4 separate regions of the Mus musculus genome follow, and all the other regions are linked to region 4. The links are chromatin contacts, called in public Hi-C and promoter capture Hi-C maps. All regions are on one chromosome and are shown on one strand. The core of a region is the stretch at or near the end of the contact, and the rest is flanking DNA. Distances in the headings are between cores, read along the strand shown.

Region 1 (3,980 bases), core at 411-2,910, 130 kb after region 4:
ATTGCCAGGGATTGGATGTCACAGCTATAAATGTGAGGCAGACTTACAGTCCGTGCCCCTTTCCCCCAGGTCTTAGTGATTCTGGGTGTTTGTGCTCTGTATTTCTCCAGCTTTCTTTGAGTCACCAAGAAGGGCAAACACTTAGGATTTCAGGATATTCTGTAAGGAACACAAGACCTAGGACGTCATGATAGAACCTGACTTCCAGGTCAGGTGATGCTCTCAGAGAATATGAAATTTCTCTGAAATAACTCAGTGTCATGAGTTAGCTCACATGGGCTTGGTAACTAAGGACTAGGAATGCCAGCTGCCTCAGCTGTCCTCGCCAAGGCCACCCGCAGACTGGGCAGGGACAGTTGCGGAGCACTGCTGGGCTTTGTCCGATCCTTTGAGACCATGCACCTAATACCTCTGAGCACAGGACGTTTCCTGTCTGAAGACTGTGGTAGCTAGCTGTTCTGCTAGTCCCCTGCGAGCTTGTGTTGGTGGCCACGGCTGTGGGAGCATACCTGATGGGTGCTGGTGGTATGCAGCGCCCAGACCTCAGATGCCTGCAAACCAGATAAAGCAGGTTTGGGACCAGGCCCAGTCTAGTGTTCTCTCTCTCTCTCTCTCTCTCTCTCTCTCTCTCTCTCTCTCTCTCTCTCTCTCTCTCTTTCCATTTCTTAGATCATTTTACTTGCATGTTACACACACACATACACACACACACACACACCCCAACCAGGGAAAGTTTCCCCTTAGTCCCAGCTTAAAGCCTACTGGGGAAAAATGCTTTCTTTGGTGCCGCCCTAAGCCTACCATCAAGTCTCTCATGACCTCAAGGTCTACGCTGAGCTTGCCATAACGTGGTAGCAAACATAGTTCTGTGACTAGCATTCCATCGGGGCCAAAGGGACAATAAAAGGTCAGAATGTACTAGACTCAGTGCTTCTATTCTAGAGCTGAGATAACCAGTCGGGATGTCAACTTCCTGGAGTCCCAGCTCACAAGGGACAAGTGTGCAAGGCTTGTGCAACAGCAGCAGGGGCACCTTAGACACACTCAGGCTGCACCGTGTCAGCCAGCTCTAGCTCGTGAGCCCAGAGGCACCTGTAGATCCTGAGTTGTCTGTCCACAGCGATTTGACTTTGGGCGTGGATGGCTTTAAAGCCATCTCCCCTGTGAAAAGTGCTCTCTCAGCATCACACTTTCTCAGAGAATGCTGACATCCTTGGAGTTCAGCTGCACCCGTGAGCTTCTGAGAACTCCAACCTTGGCACTGGCCAGTGAGTCAGAGAGCTGGAGAAGAGCCCCTACCCCAATCACCAGCCTCCTTGCTTGTACAGTGGGAGTTGAGATTCCTGTTTCTTGGGTTTGGGGTGTTTGGCATTGTCCCTGCATACAGTTCTCTTCATATCAGTTGTTCTGCATGTCAGTGGCTCTTCAGTGACTGTGGCCAGGCAGGGGGATAAAAGGGGAGTGGAGAAACCTATGAGAGCTCAGATGGTGGCGTTAGAACAGTTAGGGATGAGCGTTTGGGAGAGGAATTTAAATATTGTGCTTTAAAAACAAACAAACAAACAAACAAACAAAAAACCAAAAAAAAAAAAAAAAAAACTTCACAAAGCTACGACCAAGCTTCACTGTCCTAGTTTTGATACATCTGAGACTTTCAAGATACGGCTTTTATGCTCTAAAATCTGCAAATGGTATCATTACAAAAAAGCAAAGAGGTTTATTTCTTTGAATATGGAAACACGTTGGGTGTGATAGCATACACCTGTAAATCCCAGCACTAGGGAAGCAAGAAGGTCTCTAGCTTGAGGCCAGGCATGGCTGAGTGGTAGGGTAAAGTTCAGCATGGGCTGTAGAGTACAATTCTGTCTCAGGGGAGGAAAAAAAAAAAGGAGGGTTCAGTGTAGTTATTATCCACAAGAGGCTGAGGTCTGCTTCACCAGCAAACAGTACGGTCACCAACTCTGTGAGAGGCCTGTCATCTCTCACATACATCATAGGGTATGTTGTGCGTTGTATGCTTCGGGACATTTTTATATGGGTGCTTTATGATCTATTTTTTCATATCCCTCGTTAATGAAAGGTCTCAGGTTTCAGGGTCCTGGGGTGGTGGGGGTGGGGGCACTGAATGGCTTGTCCTTTCAAGCAAGAGATTTATTAGCTATTAATGTCGTAGACATACAGTATGGCAGGGCGTATAAAAAGTTCAGACCTGTGTGTCTAACAAGGGGCCCCTCAGAGGTTTCAGAGTGCGTGAGGGTCCTATGCCACGTAGCTGATGAGCAGCTTACAGGACACCCTTGTTGTCGAGTTGACTCCTGATTGCTCTGTCCATCGGAAAGTCAGGATTATAGGTTCAAGGAAAGTCAGAGTGTGGTGCCTGTCATTCGTTGTAGGAACTGTGAGGAAAAACAGGGGATGATGGTGATGGGCTGCTGGATCTGAACGTGGCCTCTGTAACTCTACCCACACACAACAGTTAACATGAACTCAGCTCCTTGCTGGGGTAGACAGATTACAGTGATCTTCCTCTTTCTGAGTGTCACGTCTTCATGAGTGAGATGAAGATGCATAGCATCAGTACCACGCGAGCGTCAAATAATCCTACATCGGCATCCTCTGGCTGTTGTACCTGAGGCCAGCTGTGGTTGGCCCAGGTACCGTGGAACATGGGCTTTTAAGAATTTTGGCTCACAGGAGAATGGAGGTTGCTAAACAAAGCTGCCTGCCCTGATATAACACACCTCACATCGTTGCATGGAGCACCATCTTGCACTTGTGGACACACACTATCGATCTCAAGAGCTGCTGCAAGGGGGAAGGCTCTGGTGGGTGCTGGTGGGTAGAGGGGAAAATGTGTAGAGAGTGGAAAGATACTGTCCTGCGTCTTCTGGCCCAAGGAGCCAGGTTGCATTTATTGGCTCTTGACTATGGAGCACCAGGTGTGGGGAGCAAAGATACTTTCCTCAGGGAGCTTGTGGTCTTATAGGTGTGGGGGACATAGTCGTGATGTGGGAGAGACAGAGGGGAGGTTGGTCTTTACATGATATCATTGAAGTTTGCTTCAGGTTTGTAAGCCCATCAACAAACTTATAGTGGGTTGGCTGTAATAAGCTGAAAGGATTTTTTTTTTAAATAACTGGAATTCTAGTGAAGCATGGCATTTAATTTGGAATAAACTGATGCCCACATTAAACATATAGCCCAGTGTCCACATTGGGAAGTCACACACTATCCGATGCTTTGGATTCATATAAATGGTAAATAAATGAACAAACAGAAACTTAGAGTTGTTTACACACTTTTAAGGTCTAAAAGGTCATACTCTCACAGAGAAAATGTCGTGCAAATTGTATATAATTAAGTCTTGCTGTCGTGCATGTTTTCCTGACTAGGTAAGGAGGCTTTCTTTACCACCCGTTCCCCTCCCCAAGCTTCTGCAAGGTCCTGCCTGTTCAAGCTGCCTCACTGAGAAGAGTCTGTCCTAAGGTCAAGAGCAGGCTTCCAGGGCTTCAGTTACTGCAGCAGAATTGTGAGAGCACTCTGCTGGACACTCCAAGGAATTCCTCAGCCCAGAGCCAACCACAAAGCAGGGAAATTTCCACTTTCAAACCTCCGTCTGGTTTAGAATTTCATGGGAATGGTCTGAGTCTTTCTCTTTATTCTGTTTGCTTAAACTTTCACAAGTTCTTAAGGCTGGGATAGCTTACAGTTAACACTCTGATATCAACGTGGCTATTCCAATTCAACAGCTAACGTTGCTTCCCTGATGGCTCTACACAAGGACAGGAGGGAAGTGGGTTCACGCCAGTGTCAGCTTAGTCACTCATTCCCACAGACAGGCTGTCAGGAAGCCATACCTGGGGCTTCTGGGCTGGCTGCTCTGTTTCCAGTTTAAGCCTCTGTAATGGGTGCCTTGCTCCTATGGGGAAGTTTGATATCCCCCAACTCTTCTTTGAGATGGAGAACTGTGCAGTCAACCT
Region 2 (3,785 bases), core at 564-3,063, 160 kb after region 4:
CACTCACAACTCCTTCCATACCCGATGTGGGACCCCTGCGATGGTTCCCACTCACAATTCCTTCCATACCAGATGTGGGACCCCTGCGATGGTTCCCACTCACAACTCCTTCCATACCAGATGTGGGACCCCTGCGATGGTTCCCATTCACAGCTCCCTTCTCTCCCAGTTCCCCGTGTGTGCTTACAGATGAGTTTTCAAATATAAGAATATCTTATGCAAAGGCATCATTTGACATCTATCACATCTACTAAGCATAAAACTGTAAGTTATTGTAACCAAATGGAGTCACTCATCTATTTAATAACTGTTTATTAATAGATATAACAAGGAGGTTATATATAATATATGATATATGAGATAATATAACATATAACATAGAATATATAATATAATTGATATAATATATAACATAGTATAACATATAATATATAATATATCTTTGATACTCGACTGGTGATCAGATCACAGGAAACCTCAAGTGGCAGAGGCAAGCGGTGAAGCAGGCACCATCACAGGCAAGTTCCTATATTAACTCAGCCTTCAGAAGGTTTATGTCACATGCCCAGCATGCTACCTGGCTCCTATGTGCCCTATCTATAAACCAGAGCATGCCCAGAAATACATCTACATCTTTCTTTCTGAATGATAACCTTAAATTGAGCATGCGCAGGAGTTCAACTCAGCATTAACTAAGCACGTTCAGGATGGGGCCCCCTCTCCACTGCATAGGTGTTGTTGGCTTGCCGAACAGCTCCAGGCACTTCCCCAGAGGAAGGCATTGGATGCTTTGGAAATGGTTGCCTGCCCTTCCCTTCCTGCTGCAGGTAATATATCTTTCTACTTCATTTCATGCTGGCATTTGCTTTGACTTTGTATTCACCAAGATGTAGAACCATTGCATTGGCTACAGAACCAGAATTTTGTCCAGAAAACCCTTTCAGGATGTTTATCCCCAAATGGCCCACTCAGCCTTGGGTGGCATTTCCCTTGATAGTCTGTGACCAAGGAAGATGGTTTCAAGATGCTAGACATAATTCATTTTGTTTATAGAAATTATCCCTTGCCCACAATCATGACTTTCTGGGGTATACCTGTTCCCACAATAGCCCATTCAGCTCTCAATATCAATGTCCTGAAGACTGTCTGTCTGTCTGAATGTCTCTGATTATTATTTAGGTCAAGAGCATCAAGTATGTTATCCTTGCCACTGGTGTATCTGTGCACCCTTTCCTTACGAGGACTCTGTCTGCAAACAGCAACCCATCCTGTCCTACACAGTACAGGGCCTAGGTGCATAAGAATACAGGAAAAGCCAAGGGAGTTGTTCACACCTTGGTCCAGTGAAGAGACATGTCTGTGGGTATCCTGGAGGCTAAACTTGGTAGACTTGGGTTTCCAGGAGCTGCAGGTGAGGGTGCTGCTGGTTCTGTGTGGGTCAGTTTCCACATCTGCAGTAATGGGAAGTTCTTTACCATCTTTAGAATCACTTTGTCTTTCTGGGTTTATACGAGACCCATGGCAGAGAGATGAGTAGATTTTACGAGCATGTCACATGAGCGGTGACATGATAAAAATGTATTCGTATTTAAGTAGCGCTAACAGGTATGGGTCAACTACTTCAGCACAGAATTCTGCTTCTGGGAAAGTCTAGAGACAGTGGGTTTCTTTGGTTGTTTCTTACCAGCAGGCTTGAGCTCACCCTCAATTTGTAGTTCATGGTGTTCTTAGCATGGCTCCGCAGAGGGCTGTGCCAACAGATCTTGGCTCCGTAGAGGGGTGCGTCAACAGGGCACGGGAATGTTGGGTTCAACAAAGAAGTCATCGCCCAGAACCTTCCTTCTATTAGAACCTGGAATTTATGTTTGTTCCCAGGGTCAGCACTGCATTCTTTCCCCATGGTTTCCAAGGCTTCGGAAGCCTTTGTTCCCACGTCTAGGTTCACGTAGAGCAAGGCTGTTCCATCTCGAAAGCCCCGTTGGCTTCTCACTGTCTCTCAGTGTCCTTGGGTGGACCTCCACAGCTCACGTGACTCCACACCCCACAGCTTCCTGACTCTGAAGTCCTGTCATGGGACAAACTCACATCAGATGCAGGGTGCTGAATGGGTTTTAAAGTGTGTATGGAGTCCTCCCTCTCCCGCAGATATCAGAGTGGTCATAGTACAAGTCTGGGCTCTTATCATCATAAAGGATACTTTATATGACAGGGCTAGGGACATCTCAGATTGAAGCGACTTTGGGACCCATTTGGGAGTGACAATCCAGGCCTGGGTGTTTGTAGATCATCTCTTACTGTAACAGGCCCCCAGAGCTTAGTACATCCTAAGACCTTAGGACATCTGATGTCATGTTAGAGACATTATCGTGACCTTAAAACTGGGTATGTAGGCCCCAATGCCTGCCAGAATGGGTACTAAGACCAAATCCACCAAAAACCTATGCCAGCCCATAGTACAGGACCTGGGAAAGTTCCTAAATATACCAACCTTGCTTTTTGGCATCTGTTGTTGTCTTCTTGCTAACCAAAGCTTGACAACCAGGATGTAATTTTTGTGCACGCTGACAAAGAACTGTAGGGCTCAGGGCTCCACGGTTTAGGTCTACTGGCCAGTGAAGAATTTCTATTGGCTTGAAGGGACCCTGTGTTCTTTGGAGGAGTTACCTCCTAATACTTAGCCTACACTCCCTATACCACCCTACATTCTTTGTGCCAGAAGAAAACAAGCTACTCATAATTAAAACCTCCTCTGCAGCTGGGATTAGCAAGTAGACAAACTAGGCAGCTCTCAACAGGAAAAATAAAAGGTTTCTAAGGTTTTTCTTGGTCTTGTTTGTACAGTCCTCTAAAAATCATAGAAACAGTGCTGCCTATCATGCCCCAGGATGTGTCAGACACAATTACTGTGACTTGCCAGCCCCGGGGTCAGGAGTAATGGAACTTTATTCCACATTAAAAAGGATTATGGGTAACAACACTCAAGTTCCAGACTTTTCTTTTTTTCTTTCTTTTGCACACTATTGTTGAGCTCTTCTTGAAAAGAGCTCACAGCCAGGAGAGTGCCCAGGGAAGAAAAGATTTCTGGTGGCTGGTGTGCCCTCTTGTGAACAAAGGTGATACTGCAGTAGTGGCCATTAAGAGGGAAGAGGGAGAGAAGGGCTCTTTGGGCTGTGCTAGGATCATTCATGATTTTTTGAAAATAATTTGCTCAATTGCTCGAAGTTAGTGAGTATGTCAGATCCTTGCTGGTGAGTGAAAACACTTGACAAAGCCCTAAGGGAGGGAGGGCTTGCTTGGGAGGATACACAGCTACAATTCGAGAGGATACATAGTTCTTAGTGGAGGGGAGGTTTGCATCAGCAGTAAGAAAACAGAGGGAGATGGCCGCTGTTGACCAGCCTGCTTTCTCCTCTTTATGCAGTCTGGAACCCCAGTCCATGGAATAGCACTCCCATATTTGTAGTGGGACACCCTACCTCAACTGAACCTTCCTGAAACACACACACAGAGACCTATCCAGAGGCATGCTTCTTAGTTGGCTCTCTACCAATCAATCTGACACGGTGAGCCACGGGTGTAAGGTTAGACACACATTCTTGGGTGTTTCTGCTGTGTAGGTCAACTGGTTGTGGTCAGGGTGGCAGATGTCTGGATCTCTGGGCATGCACTGGTTATTAACAGTCGATCTTTTTAGTCTCAGAGCGGCTCTGTTGTAGATGACCAACCCCCTAATTATGACTGATTCGGGGGCATGCGGGAGAGGAAGACCTGAGAAATCACTCATC
Region 3 (3,520 bases), core at 600-3,099, 250 kb before region 4:
ATTGATTCATTTCTAGAACTCCTTTAAAGACTAAACCTCACTATCTTTACATTTTTATTATTATTATTATTTTAGTAGTAGGGTACGGATATATTTCTGTTGATTCCCCATGATTATTGATGGGATGCTGACAGATAGAAACAGCTCTCAGCATCCAAGTGGGTAGGTTCAGTCCCCTTGCTGGGCATGGATCAACACTCCTCCCCCAGTAGTGGGGAACCAAGAAAAGAAGCAGGGGGTATGGGTGATTTTTCTACCATTGAGGCTCAGGCTTTCTCCACGAAAGCTGTCTCCAAGGGCAAAGGTGATGAACCCTCAGACTATGAGTTGTTAGTGACCTATTTCCTATTTGTGGTCACCTGACACATTGGCAGGTTTACAGTGAGGCCTTGGTCTCATATATATGTATATGATGTATATGTATATTTGTGTATGTATGTGTATGTATACACATACATATACATACACATACATACACACATACACATACATATGCATATACATATATACATATATGAGATACATATAACTAAGAAGGCCAGGCAAACATTTGCTTCTCTCCATACTATATGTTATATAATGTAATCACCTGTTTCAGTTGTTCTTTATGTGTGTGGTGACTCCATCTACAAAATATGACCGCCATTACATCCATCCCATAAGCTCTTTGATGCTTGTCAGCAACCCCGATCCCACAGCCTTCAGACAGGCTAGTCACCGCACAGAGATCAGGAGGACTTGAACCTGGTATTCTGAACCTGCAGTACAGTTTCCGCACACACCCTTGTGACAGGCACAGATGTCTGTCCCCACCCATCCCCCCTTGGCGAAGACATTTGTGAAGATCAGCTGTGAAACGAAGACTGCCACACATAACATTCTTCACGGATTTGTTTTGCTTTCTCCACAAAAGCGGCTGCCAAATTTAGCCTGAGAAATGGCCTCTGCGTTCCAGAGCTGCTCCAAGCTTCAGATAAACACGCAGACAGGCTGCACACATTGAATTCAAGGGGTTAGAGGCCATAGATGAGCCCTGTTGAGGAGACGGGCCTTGTCTAAACATTTGTTTTTAATTGCCCCGTGAAGATCCGGGGGACATATTCTTTTAAAACTGCTGTCTGAGGGACAAAAGAGATGAGAGGCGAGTGAAAGATGTTGAAGTTATTAAACCTTATCTTCTTTTTATATTTCTAAATTCAGGACTGTTTATTAATGGGGAAAAAAGTACATGTTTTAAGGCATCATATTGAAAGTACTTGTACCACGCTGCTCTCTTCTGTATGCATCATATTGGCAATGTTGTGATTTGGGGGAACAAAAGAACGGGGCAGCCGTGGCCCATTCACCCCACTGCCTGTTGCCTGCAGATACTTGGAATTCCCTCTGTGCTCTGAGATCTGATTCAGAGTAGTGGGCTATCATAACCCAGTGCTGGGACCTGGGAATCTGGATCATGAGGTGTGACTTGACTGTGCCAAGGACATGAAACTAGCCCATGAATACTCAGATTCCTATGTCAAGGGTTGTGTGTCCTTCTGTATAGACAGCACCCTATGATCCAACCAGGTTTCACCCCCCTACAGACTTTCAACAGCAATTGTCCGAGCTCTCAGAAGCAGGCAAGGGGGGACAGACAGACCGTGAAGTAAATTCCAATTCCCTGCTCTCTTGTTCCATAAGATCTAATGACTTTAGGCTCTAAACTCTCAAAAGATTTCCTTGGATATAAGCCCCCAATCACTCTGCCTGTTTTAGATCTCTTGAGAGGGTTCCTGTGCAGTTTTCACTGTGAGGCAGGGCCAGCCACGGGCTGCACATGACTCTGGCGGAGAGTAAACAAGTGTGTTCGCTGGCTCCCCAGGGTCTCACTGCACAGACAGCTGGCCAGGGCCTGGTACTACAGCACATTTCAAAGAATACTTTGTAGAAGGACTCTGGAACCAGCCCATAAGTCTACGTTAGAAAGACGTGGATGACACTGTCAGCCAGTCACACTTGATGGCCTGTGAGCCCTGGGTGTCACCCAGCTAGCCCACACGCTTAGTGCAGAGTTGTCATCAACTCAGCAGAACTCCTGACCTCTGGACACTGCAAGCGGCAGACTGGGCAGTCTGGCCTTCTTCAAACATACATCCAGGCGAGATGCTCAGAACTGTATCACAGGCAGAGGAGAACCCAAACTGGATTTCTGTGCTGGGAGATGAAGCCACTTGGGCAGCAGGTAGAGCAGGCCTGTGTGCTGCCCTGCTTCTCACCAGGAGAGTGTAAGCTGGGACTGACTTGGGGCTCCCAGGAACCCTAGACCTATCAGAAACAGGGAATGATTCTGCCCTGAGAGCCACACGCTCAAACCCTATACGCAAATATGGGGTTTTCTTCAGAGAAGAAAAGCAGAGTGGGAAACTTACCAAGCCCTGGTTTGTTTGTTTTTTTCCAAACCATTTCTTGCAGGTCATTGAAGAAACAGTGCCCAGTTGGGTCTGCGCTCGGACATTGGGGTAAAGCTTGGGAGAGTTAAGATGGGGCTATTTGCTGGGATGAAACTGTCCACAGCTCGGCTGGGCCATCTTCTTACTCAGGCTGACCCTAATTAAACATGGAGCAGACAGACTGGCTCCCAAGAAGATTTGCTATGTGTCCCCAGCAGCCATAGACTATGGAGAGGACCCTTGTATTGGGGCTGAGTGATGGAGACACTCAAGGAATACCTGAGTTAGAGTCATGGGTAGGACACACACAGTCAGACCGGGTTCTCACCACCTGCAGAGCCAGCTCTCTTCAGGGGTGGGGGCTTGTAACCCTTCTGCATAACAGTCACACAGCCTTGAAAAGCTACAAAAGAATGTGAGGCATCTGGACAGACAAAGGCATTCTGTAAACATGGCGTACCTCCACACACCTCCTTCCCCCTTGTCTTAGTCAGGTTTCTATTCCTGCACAAACATCATGACCAGGAAGCAAGTTGGGGAGGAAAGGATTTATTCAGCTTACACTTCCACACCTTGGTTCATCACCAAAGGAAGTCAGGACTGGAACTCAAGCAGGTCAGGAAGCCGGAGCTGATGCAGAGGTTATGGAGAGATGTTACTTACTGGCTTGCTTCCCCTGGCTTGCTCAGCTTGCTTTCTTATAGAACCCAAGACTGCCAGCCCAGGGATGGCACCACCCACAATGGGCCCTCCCACACTGATCACTAATTGAGAAAATGCCTTACAGTTGGATCTCATGGAGGCATTTCCTCAACTGAAGCTCCTTTCTCTGTGATAACTCCAGCTTGTGTCACGTTGACACACAAAACCAGCCAGTACACCCCTCCACTTTCCCGGTATCTTCTTCCTTTTTCTCCCCTCTACCTCATAAGCCTGCACCAGTAGATCTCAACAGCATCTGTTCCTAGCTCAGGGGCATTGACTCCCAGTATTTCTTATCTTCATACATACACAAAATACTCTCCCTAAAACTGCAGCTTTGTCGACGTTGAAGGAGGCACCCTCATCTGTGACCACTCTGGGACCCTTGG
Region 4 (3,963 bases), core at 802-3,301:
TCTCCCTAGAGACAGTGTGCATTACCCTGCACCACAAGACAAAGGCCGGGCACACTGCACACATAGTGGACAGAAGAGAAGAAGAGGAGCTTGCTGTTAACATACCATATGAGTTAGATAGATATAAGAGCCTGTGCCTCCTGGTCCCATGAATACTACTGATCTCTGGGAAATGACTCCGTGCACTGAAGTTTAGGAATCTCTCTCCCTATCTCACCCAGAGACACACCCCTTTGAGAACTCCACCACATTTGAGTCCAAAAGCAAGAATTAGATAGGAGAAATGCCTTCTTTTTTTTCTTGAGATAATATAATTACATCATTTCTCCCCTCCCTTCCTCTCACATATACCACCCCACCCCCACTCCTTCTCTCTTTCAAATACCTGGCAAGAGAATTCTTATTGTCTACCTGCTAATGCCTTGTAAGAAAAAAATAATCTGTTTATTATTTTATTTGTGTGTATTTCTGGGCATGCCACACTGAACATTAATACCCAGGACTCGCATGGTAGAAAGAGATGTCTTCTTGAAGAAACAATGAAATATCGCAATGAGTACATTTTGCTACCAGGAAATGAGGGTTAAATTAACCCCCCCCCCCACCTCCATTAAAGTCATTCCAGTTTGCCTTCTCCAAACGGCCTATGACACAGTAACAGAGGGCAACTGCCTGAGACTAACAGTCGAGGTCATAGTGCCTGGGACAGGCAACTGTAACATCTGGATGGATGAGTGAGCTGTGTGGTGTGGGAACCTGACACAAGAGAGGCTTAAGGAGGGCTTAGAGGAGACATCCAGCCAGGCTGGCCAGATGGAAACAGTGCCTGGGGTGCAAACTTGCAGGTGATGATGCAGGAACTGCGGTCAGATAGGAAAGGTGTGTTTGTAAACAGTCTAACCCAGGCTGACCTTAAAATCAACTCCTTCCCTGAAGATGACCTTTAACCCCTGACCTTCCTATCTCCACCTGGCCAAAGGTCAGTATTACTAAACGCTGTTTACACACCCAGATCTCTCTTGTTATTTTGACACAGGGTTTCAAGCAGCTTAGGGTGGTCTTGAAACTATGTTATTGCTCATACCAGCCAAGTGGAAAAACTAAGGTGCCAACCATGGACTCTGGGGTGCACCAAATATTGATGAAACCTCAGGAAAATAACAGAACTTGAACGTCGGTGTAAAATCTTTGCTGTAAAGGGACCCTTATCACAAGTCACAGGGGCACAGGGCTGAAGTCACAGCTCATTAGCCATTCTATCCATCTTGTGTGATGTTTCTCAAAGGTATTTCTGCAGGTGGCCTGGTTAACTATGTTGCAATTCCTGGGTGTTCAGAGACAATATCAGAACCAGGAGGGTGGGTATGTACAGGACGCTATTCCTTCTAGTCTTTTAAACCAGCTATCTTGTTAATTATCAAGATATGGTATGATAAAGGGCTCTAGGGAGGACTCTGTTATGTGGCCACCTGTCTGCAATCCAGGGTAGGGTGGGCAATTGCCCTGTCTAGATAAGGGCCAGGCAATTGCAAGCACCTGACTAGCAGACATTGCACAAGGAGTGCTGAGGCCAGACGTGAATCCCGAGCCAGGTTGGTTTTCCTGCTATGCTAGGTAGATGAGGGTACTAAGTGCTGATTATCTGCTCAGAGAGAGGGGACTGATTCCGCACCTCTCACCGCTACCCTACCAGCCCCGCTTGGTTAGTAGGTACATGGAATGGGTCGGGAGGTCTTTGCTCTTCTCATAATGCTGGCTCTGAATTAGCTTCGGCTCTTAGCAGGAGCACAGGGTAGCTCTGCACACGCCTCACAGCCACCTTTTCCTAAGGGACCGTAAGCCCGAACTGTACTTGTGCAGACAGGAGCTGGTTACCACCGCCTGGAAGACAATGCTGCTGTAGCAAGGGACACAGTGCGGTCCATTTTGTCGGCCTGAGCAAGTTTTTCGACTCCATGCAGTCGCCTGGAGCTCTGGCAGCACCAACCAGGAGACGCGTGCGCTTGCGTTTCACCTCTGCGCTCTGACGTCAGAGGCCTTAGGGACTTAGGAAAGAGGGAAGGGACAGGGAGTGAAGGGGTGTACGTAGGAGGGTCTTGGGGGACGGTCCACACAGAGGATCGTGGAAGGTCAGTTGGGGTGGGGGTTGAGGAATTCCTCCACTGATCCCTCCGTACCACTCTTAAGGTCCCAGCACCAACTTGAGCTACGATAGTCAAATCTAGCATAGCGCGCTGCGAACTGTGTAGCCTGCTCCAGGCACCCCCATGGCGCTGGATGGGATGATCCTACCCCAACTCGTGCCCCCCGAGTCTACCTTGGTAGCGTCCTAGGGAGGCGAGGCTTAGGGCTTCAGCAGTGCGCGTGCGCAGTGGATAGTGTTTGCTCAGCGCGCGACACTGTCGTGGGTGATTTCTCCGGTGCTAGGGGCGGGATGGCCTGAAAGCGGGGTGCCCAGCTGAGGCGGGGACACAGATGGGCGTGGGGCCCTAGTCTCCAGTGCCACTCAGCGACCGGTATTCTATCTGGCTCCGGTCACGAGGTGTGTCTACGGCTCAGGAGCTCCTGGGACAGCGAGTCTAAGCAGCTGATGGACCAAGAGGCGGCGCCCCCCTTCTGCTCACCTGAATGCAGGTGAGACGTGAAGGGCACCCTGTATACACCTGCCTGCAGCAGCGCAGTCTTTGCTTGGCCACCCGAGGAGGAAGCATTCCATTTGGTGTATAGGTCCTGGGCCACCGTGGGCGCGGGTGGACGATTCAGACTGGGTCCGACTGGATAGGTCGACCTGGGTCGCAAGAGAACTTGGGGCAGCAAAGTGATGGACCACGGTCGCTGGGCTAGGTCTGTACAGTGCTAGGGGATGAGGAACTTGAGTGTGGATCATCATGGGACCAGAGGGTGAAAGGCGATGTTGGTCAGATCTCCGCGAGGTAGGACTGGGTGGTGTCAGCACTTAGTGAAGGGGAGCGGGAATAGGAAGGACCCCTAGCTCTCAGCACACCGTGGGAGGTCCTGGGGCTAGGGTGCTGCTGCCTTAGAAAAGGGTGCCTAAGCCCTTTTAGAAGGCTTTCAGAGTCGTCGGAATGACAGAGTAGGTGGCTGCTCCTAAGTACTGTTTGAATTCATGTCGGTATCGATATTTGTTTTCTGACCGTGTTTATGTATGAAATCTGTAGCTATACACTGGACTTGTTCCCGTGTTTTGTATTTTTTTATTTAAACTTTTCTCTAGGAAGAGTGGGAAAGGCTATGATTAAGGAAACCTCAGATATTCTGAAAATATGAGATTCCACTACACCCACCCAAGCTCTGGTAGACCCGCCCTAGCCTCTAGGTGCTAGTTGTTATGGAAACAAAGCTCCTAGACCTTGAAAGCTCTCCCTGTGCTATTCAGGACCGAATCTCTTCGGATAGTGAGAATCTGGAGAATCCGGCTAGGATAGTTAGTGGATAGGTAAATAAGTCCCAGTAGTGTTTCTCTTAGGCCACTGAGAACCACGTGGGACAGGATTAGTGAGGGGCATGCCCGATGTGCTGCAAAAGGCAAAGGCAGAGTAAACAGCTGCCGTGTGTTTATTCCTTTCTGTTAATAAAAAGGAAACGTTTTATCTAGAGAAAGACTGACTCAGCATGTGCCCCCAAACCCGTGGTATTGCTTAGGGCTCTCTCGGAGGAGAACGGGTTTCAGTTCTCTATTTCCAGGCTTATACGTTTTCTTTTCAGCTTTGTTAAGCATACATGTCTTTTGGCACTGGGAAAATACTTTGGCCAGCTGCCTGTGTGTGATTTCTGAAAGTGTTAGGAGAATCCTCGTGCCTACAGTCCATCTATTGCTCTATGATATGTCAAGGAAGGGTATCAGCCAGTGTGGGAGGGTACCTGCCTTGAGTAACCAGAGAGTGCCGAGCTAAGATGTGAGAGTCAGCATGCTAGTCACGCCCAGCTTAAGGCTGGGAAGGA

Evidence for each region. A called contact is a pair of places that touch in the nucleus more often than the background predicts. Capture Hi-C pulls out chosen DNA fragments and counts their contacts.
Region 1: a contact with region 4 is called in a promoter capture Hi-C map of adipose tissue. The contact joins the promoter of 5830468F06Rik here to the promoter of Cln8 in region 4. A contact is called at or near these places in 1 of 39 promoter capture datasets (maxillary cranial neural crest), 7 of 484 Hi-C or Micro-C datasets (B cells, CD4 T cells, CD8 T cells and 3 more), 9 of 115 datasets of contacts at active chromatin or transcription factors (CD8 T cells, effector CD8 T cells, embryonic stem cells and 3 more) and 3 of 9 other capture datasets (adipose tissue, liver and pancreatic islet).
Region 2: a promoter capture Hi-C map of liver shows a contact between it and region 4. The contact joins the promoter of BB014433 here to the promoter of Cln8 in region 4. A contact is called at or near these places in 13 of 39 promoter capture datasets (the 3T3-L1 cell line, 3T3-L1-derived adipocytes, cranial neural crest and 8 more), 1 of 15 datasets of contacts at CTCF or cohesin (large pre-B cells), 10 of 484 Hi-C or Micro-C datasets (CD4 T cells, CD8 T cells, embryonic stem cells and 3 more), 6 of 115 datasets of contacts at active chromatin or transcription factors (T-cell acute lymphoblastic leukemia, embryonic limb bud, embryonic stem cells and 2 more) and 4 of 9 other capture datasets (adipose tissue, embryonic stem cells, liver and 1 more).
Region 3: a Hi-C map of muscle stem cells shows a contact between it and region 4, with 1.8 times the contacts expected there. The contact joins the enhancer-like site here to the promoter of Cln8 in region 4. A contact is called at or near these places in 1 of 39 promoter capture datasets (cranial neural crest), 1 of 484 Hi-C or Micro-C datasets (muscle stem cells) and 1 of 9 other capture datasets (pancreatic islet).

What each region holds. Positions count from the first base shown.
Region 1 is chr8:15,019,937-15,023,916 of GRCm38.p6, forward strand. 5830468F06Rik (a long non-coding RNA gene) reads right to left here and starts at 1,661. Exons shown (of 2, transcript XR_003947516.1): 1 at 1-1,661. All of the region lies in intron 1 of Kbtbd11 (kelch repeat and BTB (POZ) domain containing 11), which reads left to right.
Region 2 is chr8:15,044,265-15,048,049 of GRCm38.p6, forward strand. It overlaps BB014433 (expressed sequence BB014433), which reads right to left and starts at 1,814. Exons shown (of 2, transcript NR_037972.1): 1 at 1,703-1,814.
Region 3 is chr8:14,637,337-14,640,856 of GRCm38.p6, forward strand. The region is part of intron 4 of Dlgap2 (DLG associated protein 2); the gene reads left to right. Among named protein-coding and RNA genes, the nearest start is that of C030037F17Rik, 130 kb to the right of the region's middle. Within about 2 kb of position 1,850, at least 53 of the 459 cell types and tissues checked have an H3K27ac peak or open chromatin away from gene starts, as enhancers often do. A contact at or near this core is called in muscle stem cells, where this site is marked.
Region 4 is chr8:14,886,485-14,890,447 of GRCm38.p6, forward strand. It overlaps Cln8 (CLN8 transmembrane ER and ERGIC protein), which reads left to right and starts at 2,052. Exons shown (of 3, transcript NM_012000.3): 1 at 2,052-2,634.